2 separate regions of the Xenopus tropicalis genome follow, and region 2 is linked to region 1. Evidence: chromatin contacts called from public Hi-C data. All regions are on one chromosome and are shown on one strand. The core of a region is the stretch at or near the end of the contact, and the rest is flanking DNA. Distances in the headings are between cores, read along the strand shown.

The links. A called contact is a pair of places that touch in the nucleus more often than the background predicts.
Region 2: a contact with region 1 is called in a Hi-C map of neurula embryo, with 1.4 times the contacts expected there. The contact joins the enhancer-like site here to the promoter of pcdh8.2 in region 1. A contact is called at or near these places in 2 of 5 Hi-C or Micro-C datasets (neurula embryo and tailbud embryo).

The regions. Positions count from the first base shown.
Region 1 is chr2:131,712,221-131,716,409 of UCB_Xtro_10.0, reverse strand. It overlaps pcdh8.2 (protocadherin 8, gene 2), which reads left to right and starts at 2,371. Exons shown (of 2, transcript NM_001004845.1): 1 at 2,371-4,189. The coding sequence starts at 2,519.
Region 2 is chr2:131,751,514-131,755,702 of UCB_Xtro_10.0, reverse strand. No RefSeq gene overlaps it. Among named protein-coding and RNA genes, the nearest start is that of pcdh8.2, 40 kb to the right of the region's middle. Within about 2 kb of position 1,807, at least 3 of the 11 cell types and tissues checked have an H3K27ac peak or open chromatin away from gene starts, as enhancers often do. A contact at or near this core is called in neurula embryo, where this site is marked.

The DNA of each region.
Region 1 (4,189 bases), core at 1,122-3,621:
ATGTGACATGTATATATGAAAATATATACAACTGAACCCAGTATATTGTACTAAAAAAAAAGTCTGGCAGTGAATACTAATTAACCCCTTAACTCTTGGCATGTTTTTCTATAGGAAACTGCAATACAATTGAATAACACATGCAAAGCCATCACATCCTACTTTCAAAACCCACAGGATATGTTAATGTCCATGTCATTTGCACCAAGGGGTTTATGTTGAGCAGAGCACAGACACCATTGTCTCTTCTTAAATAAACACTATTAGCTATGGAATGTAATTTGCAGAGGATCAGTTGCTCTTTGATTAAAACTTTCAATTACAGGTATTGGACCCCTTATCCGGAAACCCGTTATCCAGAAAGCTCCGAATTACGGAATGCCTGTCTCCCATAGACTCCATTTTAATCAAATAATTCAGAATTTTAAAACTAATTTCCTTTTTCTATGTGGAAATAAAACAGAACCTTGTAATTGATTCCAACTAAGATATAATTAATCCTTATTGGATGCAAAACAATCCTATTGGGTTTAATTAATGTTTTATGGATTTCTTAGTAGACTTAAGGTATTGAGATCCAAATTACGGAAAGACCCCTTATCCGGAATACCCTTGGTCCCGAGCATTCTGGATAATGGGTCCTATACCTGTACTATAAATCAACTAGACTAATGTACAGCTGGACTCATGCACAGTACCCTGCCCCTAGAAGTCAGCCATATTTAAGTATATAAATATTTATCTCTTATAGTACACAAAAGCCATCAATATCTCATAAATTATATTCTTATAATATACAGTTTGGTCACTTCCCTATGGGACCAGACTGTAAATTATATCCTTATAAACTGTGCTTGGTGATGTCATCAGTTATAATCCCTGTTATATATAAGGATATTAGAAGTCACCTCGGAGTTCCATCAACTCCTCTGTGACTTATAATATCCCTATAGTTTACAATTGGGGGTACTGTATTGACTATATAAACTGTGCTTAGTAATGCCTTTAGTTATGATTGGCAGTAAGTGATGTCATTTACAATATATATTGTAAGCTCTACGGGGCAGGGACCTCCATCCTCTTGTGTCTTTGACTCTTAACTTATTGCAACTGTTACTGTATCTTGTATTTATTTGTATTTATTGTTATACTTTGTATTTATCTATTATCTTATTAACCCCCTGTTTGTATTAATGTATTCTACTGTAGAGCGCTGCGTACAAAAGTAGCGCTTTATAAATAAAAATATACATACATACATACATTTCTGTCACATGACTCACTGGAAATTATGCATTATAATAAATAATGCACCCCCTTTTGTAAAATATGAGGATATTAGCAGTCACAGAGGAGTTCCATAGATGTATAAAAGCACTGAAGAAGGGGTACATTATTCACTATATATAGTCCTACTTGTACACATAGCACTGCACATTTTTACAGTGAATTAATAGAACTAAACAGTAAAATAATATATATGCATTTCCATGATAACCTATAACATTACTACTAATAATTTTCTACATTACTACCCATTTGTAGTAACTTGAAATTATATTGCTGATACAGAAGGGGATTCTGGGAGTTGTAGTTCAACAGTATCTCGAGAAGAGCTGTGAATCCCTGATTTATAAATTGTCCAATCCCCATTGGGCTGTACTTTATTACATTAACAAGGACCCATGCTTCTCTTTCTCAGTCCCTGTTAAAGCTAGGTAAAATCAAAATGAATATTTTTATAGCACCATTTTTTTTTATAATTATCTACCTAAGGAATACCCATTATTATGACCACCAACAAATAAGAGGTGCAATATTTGGTTTGAGACTTAACGTTGAAGTTGAAGAAGGTTTAGACCCAACAGAAAGGTGAATGGGATGAAATCTAGATTTAATAAGTCTGGGCTAAAAAAAATATTTTAATGTTAAACCATTATCTATATTCATTACACCCTTAGGTGATAGATATTTGTTATACAATCATTTTGTCACATATATACATAAAAATAAACATTGCCTAATAACTGACATGGTAAAAATATATATATATGTATATATAAACATATATTAAAATATTTACTTTATTCAATGAAAAAGGAAATATTTTGTTTGTTGTTGCCATTCAAGAATGAATCCCCTGTATTTCACATATTTCTTTATGAAACACTGATTTGATTTGAGCCACTGTCATAAAATATAACAGTTTGTTGGACTTCCAAGTGAGACCTATTTGATGACAGTCTCATTAGCTCTGCCCCAGTGCTCCTTTGTCTCTGGGGAAAGGGATTGGCTAGAAGTAAATTCATTTACATATCCTCTGGGAATATAACCTGGGGGCAGAGATGGGACCAAGCAGACAAGCAGGATCCTTCCTACACAAAAGAACTCCTTGGGATTGTTTTAAATGACTGCGGGTCTGGAAGGATTCACACTTGCACACTGTTTCTAGACAAGAAAGAACTTTAACTTTGTTACTGGTGCAACTTTGGATTCTGCATTCCTCTAGAGTCACAAGATGCTGCTTCTCAGAGCCATTCCATTGCTGCTTCTGGGACTGATGGTTTTGCAATCGGACTGTGAAATTGCCCACTACTACATAGATGAAGAGGAACCTCCTGGCACCGTAATTGCAGTTTTGGCACAGCACTCTGTGTTTAACACTACAGATATACCTGCCACCAATTTCCGTCTAATGAAACAATTTAATAATTCCCTTATTGGAATCCGTGAGAGTGATGGGCAGCTGAGCATCATGGAGAGGATTGACCGGGAGCAGATCTGCAGGCAGTCCCATCACTGCACCCTGGCTTTGGATGTGGTCAGTTTTTCCAAAGAACACTTTAAGCTTCTGAATGTGAAAGTTGAGGTAAGAGACATTAATGACCATAGCCCTCGCTTTCCTAGTGAAATAATTCATGTGGAGGTGTCTGAAAGTGCCTCTGTGGGGACCAGGATTCCTTTAGAAATTGCAGTAGATGAAGATGTTGGGTCCAACTCCATCCAGAACTTTCAAATTTCAAATAATAGTCACTTCAGCATTGATATGCAGACCAGAGCAGATGGGGTGAAATATGCAGATTTGGTCTTAATAAGGGAACTTGACAGGGAAATCCAGCCAACGTACATAATGGAGCTACTAGCAATGGATGGGGGAGTACCATCACTGTCTGGTACTGCAGTGGTTAACATCCGAGTACTGGACTTTAATGATAACAGCCCAGTGTTTGAGAGAAGCACCATTACTGTGGATCTAATAGAGGATGCTCCTTTGGGATACCTTTTGTTGGACTTACATGCTACTGATGATGATGAAGGAGTGAATGGAGAAATTGTCTATGGATTCAGCGCTTTGACATCTCAAGAGGTACGTCAGCTATTTAAAATTAACTCCAGAACTGGCAGTGTTACTCTTGAAGGCCAAGTTGACTTTGAGTCCAAGCAGACTTATGAGTTTGAGGTACAAGCCCAAGATATGGGCCCCAACCCACTGACTGCTACTTGTAAAGTAACTGTGGATATAATTGATGTAAATGATAATACCCCAGTCATCACCATTACTCCTCTCACTGCCGTAAATGAAGGAGCTGCCTACATTCCAGAGACAGCCGCAAAGGAGAGCTTTATAGCCCTTATCAGCACTACAGACAGAGACTCTGGATCTAATGGACAAGTTCGCTGTACTCTTTATGGACATGAACACTTTAAACTGCAGCAAGCTTATGAGGACAGTTACATGATAGTTACCACCTCTGCATTAGACAGGGAAAATATAGCAGAGTACACTTTGACTGTGGTGGCAGAAGACCTTGGCTTCCCCTCACTGAAGACCAAAAAGTACTATATGATCAAGGTTAGTGATGAGAATGATAATGCACCTGTATTTTCTAAACCACAGTATGAAACTTCTATTGTGGAAAATAATGCTCCAGGCTCGTATATCACTACAGTGGTGGCCAGAGACCCTGACAGTGATCAGAATGGCAAAGTAAACTACAGACTTGTGGATGCAAAAGTGATGGGCCAGTCACTAACAACATTTGTTTCTCTTGATGTGGACTCTGGGGTATTGCGGGCTGTAAGGTCTTTAGACTATGAAAAGCTTAAACAACTAGATTTTGAGATTGAAGCTACAGACAATGGCATACCTAAACTTTCCACTCGTGTTCAAGTAAAACTCAGAATAGTT
Region 2 (4,189 bases), core at 558-3,057, 40 kb before region 1:
TCAAGAGAATCACCTAGTTGCATTGAATTCTGGGAATGAATGCTGTATTGGGAGAAAAAGACATAGCAATTGTGTTCAAATTGTGTCTAGGTAAAGATGGCCATACATGTTAAGATCCGCTCACTTGGCGAGTTTGCTAAGTGAGCGGATCTTCTCCCGATATCCCCCACCTACGGTGTAAGGGACCGATATCGGCAGCTAGAATTGGTCCGTGTATGGCCACCTTTAGTGAATGAGACCTGTGACATCCATGATATAGAAATAAAAAGAAAAAAATGCAAATAAATGCAATAAGTTGTGAATTGTATAGTGATAAGTTAATACCACAACATTTTCTTTCCAAGAGAACTATTTAAGACTATACATTTGCATACAGATGCCACTAATATTAAATAATAAAGAGCTTTGTAATATGTCAGCGGTTGATAAATAAATATTGCCTTCTAAACACTGCTCCCTTTCCCACCTTCCTTAGTAGTTGTGGACAATATAATGAATGATCGTTTGATCTTCCTACATTTAGCAAGTCCCCAGAAGGCACGGCTGTCATGAGTAGCAACATCTGACTAACTTCCAACAGCTTTTACAGTAATGACACCCAGCCTCTTCCCTATGTGCTATGCCACACACTTATGTCAGCAGGTGGGTCTCATTTCTGAAGTCAGCATTTACATGTGATAGCCAACTGTTGGCACAAATGTCCTGCAAACGGCACATTTCTCTATTTAATGAATAGTTAAATAGTTATTGCTCTGGGGGGAATGTCAATGAATTAGATAACAAACACCCCCCTCCCTAGATTAAAAGCCATGGTGGTAGTTTTGCAGCAGGTGGGATGTCAAGGATTACCTGCCCCTACCCAATCTCTGTTGTCTTTCCTGTGATAGCCTATAATTATTAAATAATATAATTATTCCAAGTGTTTCAGTTTAACGCTGACGTTGATTAATTAGCTTAATGAAATGTATGTGTAGAATATATGAAGGCTGAAAACTGAGCACCCTAATATAAAATTCAGTCTAGTTAAAGAAGGAAGATTTGTGTTTGCCCTGGAATTCTTGACATTGTGCAAACTCTTCTCATGGCCCTTCTAATGCATCCTTTAACTTTAAATGTCACATGCAAGAGACAAACACATGGGCAGGCGTGAAAGTGTTCTGTCAATAGTGTTCTGTGTAGGTGTGAATGGAGCCACATGCTGCGGCAGACTGCAGGCAGATAACTAGCATGTCTCTGTGGGCACAGAAAAGTAACATATTCACTCTAATGGAAGTTAAAGAACCCGGTCACTTATACTCTTGCATGTATTTCCACATACACTTAATGCCCAAATGGCCGTGGTATTTACAAAGTTCACAGTGACGCTTAAAATTCTAATTTCATTAGAGTCTGGATAAAAACAGGCTTGTCGTATTGATTTCTGCTCTACAATTTTCACAGCTCTGAGAATATGAGCTGAAGTTGAATACAGATTTTCTTAATGGGAAAAGCAAAATATAACAATGCAGAAAACAGATATAGTTTAAAAACAATAAAAAAAAATAAAATGCAATTACTTCCAAAGGCTACAATATATTATTCAACATTGGGTTATAATAGTGCTTTCCAAGCTTTCAAGGTACTGGTTGCAGTAGTTAGGTCTCTGGCTTATATCTAATGAAGTTTCATCCCTTTGAAATAAAGATTACACACTATTTAGCGGGTAGTAACAGTCTGCCAGGTACCATTTGCTCACCAATTACTAAATTGCCTTGGTGGTGGAACAAAGAGGGTGTCTGTTACAATGACATCTCTCCCCCTCCCACTACACAGACAAAGGCACTCGGCTGAATAAGGTCATTTTCCTTCCCAGTCACTCAGTAAGGATAGAGACTGTGCTATAAAAGAAGCCTTAGATAAACACTTCATTGTATGTGTGTTTTGTAATTTAACGTGCTCTGCCAGGTGCCTCCAATTTATGAAGAACAAGTTCAAAAATTATATGGCTGTTATATTACGGTCATTCATTATAGGTGTATATCTTTTAAAGAAAGCAGAGTGTGTATGTGCTCTCCTCCTTCCTACTTTAATTATCTCATCGGTTTTCCTTTCTCCTGTGATTTCCTTTTGTATTCTCTCATTTTCTGTATAAAGGTGGCATACATGGGCCAGCAAGGCACGCTATTGGCCTGCAGGTATAGCCACCATGTCCTTGTATGGACAGGCAGCCTATTCTCTCATTGACTTGGTGTATTCTAGTATTAAAATTGAGGTGTTATTATTATTATGAACATGCATTTATATAGCACCAACATATTCTAAGGCACTGTACAATAAATGGCTATATACGTTGAACATACACATTACATACAAAAATAAACTAACCAATATAAGGTGATGTTTTTTTTTGCTTTGTTTGGTGTTTTACTATCTAATCTATCACATACCCCTTGTATGAATTTAGTAGGCAGTGCCCATTCTTGTGTATGCCAATTATCACTATAGATAAAGGTTTTAGAAAGACATTGTGGCAAGAATACGGCCTTGCCCAAAATGAATTCTGAATATTAAATTGGTGGAATTTTTCATATTAGAAGGATGGTTTGATGTGTAATAACATAGGATGGAGGTGACTGTCTATTCAGTTGGATGTCTCTCCTGATATCATAGGTAGACTCTACCTGAGAAACAATGGTAGGCTTTCATATGGAAGGTCTGCAGTACTGTATAGCTAGCCATGTAGGTTATGGATAAATCCTGCAGTTGCCTGCGATAAATCTTCACTTTTGGTGGGCGACTAATCTCACCGACATGCCACCCCACCGGCAAGAATGTAAATCTCCAGTGGGATGGCATACACGTTGCTTCAGGGTTCTTAAGTTGCCCAAAGTTTGGGCGACCGAAGCAATACGTATACCATCCCACCGGCAATTTACATTATTGCGGTGGGATGGCATGTCGGGGAGATTAGTCGCTGCAATAGTGAAAATATATTGCGGGCAACTAATCTTCTCATGTGCCACTGCCCTAAAGGGCACCTATCACTCCTATATTGTTTCCCCCACCAGAGTTGTGGCCTAATAGAGCCTGCACTCCGGTTGGGGGAAACAATAGTTTTCAAAAAAAAAAACTCACCCACCAGTGCTGGGCTGGAAGCTCCCGGTGCTGGCAGCCATGTTGGTTGGCATGGATACGCATAATAAACAATCTCCACCACTACTATGCACATGCGCCTGACGTAGGAGCGATGAATGTAAATCACCCTCCTACGTCACACACATGCGCATAATGAGCGAGTTGCGACACTCACATGCACATGCATGTGCCCTAACATGGTTGCCTGCACCGGGGGCTCCCTCCTGGTGTGGGTAGCACTGGCAGGGGCAGTTTTTTAAAGAAAAAACTATTGTTTCCCCCTATCTGGAGTGTGGGCAATACCTCTGGTGGGGGAAACAATAGGGGTGATAGGTGCCGTTTAAAGGGGTTGTCCCCCTTTCAGTTACCTTTTAGTACAGAGAGTATAGAGAGTTCACGTTGGCTTCCCCCAGTATGACTTACTGGGAGCAGTTTTGAAGTTTCATGAAAATCCCTGTCCAATGGCAATTTCGAGGCATTTTGCTAACCATGTTTAGTGCTGTTTAGTGCTCTATGGGGGGTTACGTAATAAAAGGCACTAAAGGTGGCCATACACGGGCAGATCCGCTCGCTTGGCAATGTCGCCAAGCGAGCGGATCTTCACCCGATATCCCCACCTACGGGTGGCGATATCGGGGAGGCATGTAGGTGAATTCGATCGTTTGGCCCTGGGGCCAAACGATCGAATTCTGCACGCGGCAATGGGGCAGTCGGTTCGGGGACCGCATCAACGAGCCGATGCGGTCCCCGATCCGACAGGATTTTCTAACCTGCCCGACCGATGTCTGCCCAATTTAAGGCCAGATATCGGTCGGCCAGTCCGATCGTTTCTGCCCCTACACGGGCCGATAAGCTGCCGAGTTGGTCCAAGGGACCGATATCGGCAGCTTCTATCGGCCCGTGTATGGGGACCTTAAGTTTGCCCAGGAGCAGTAACCCATAGCAAGCAATCAGCAGGTACAAATTGCTGGTTACCTGTTAAAAACAAACATCTTATTGGTTGCTTTGAGTTACTGCTACTGCTACTTAGATTGTAAGCTCTACGGGGCAGGGACCTCCATCCTCTTGTTTCTTT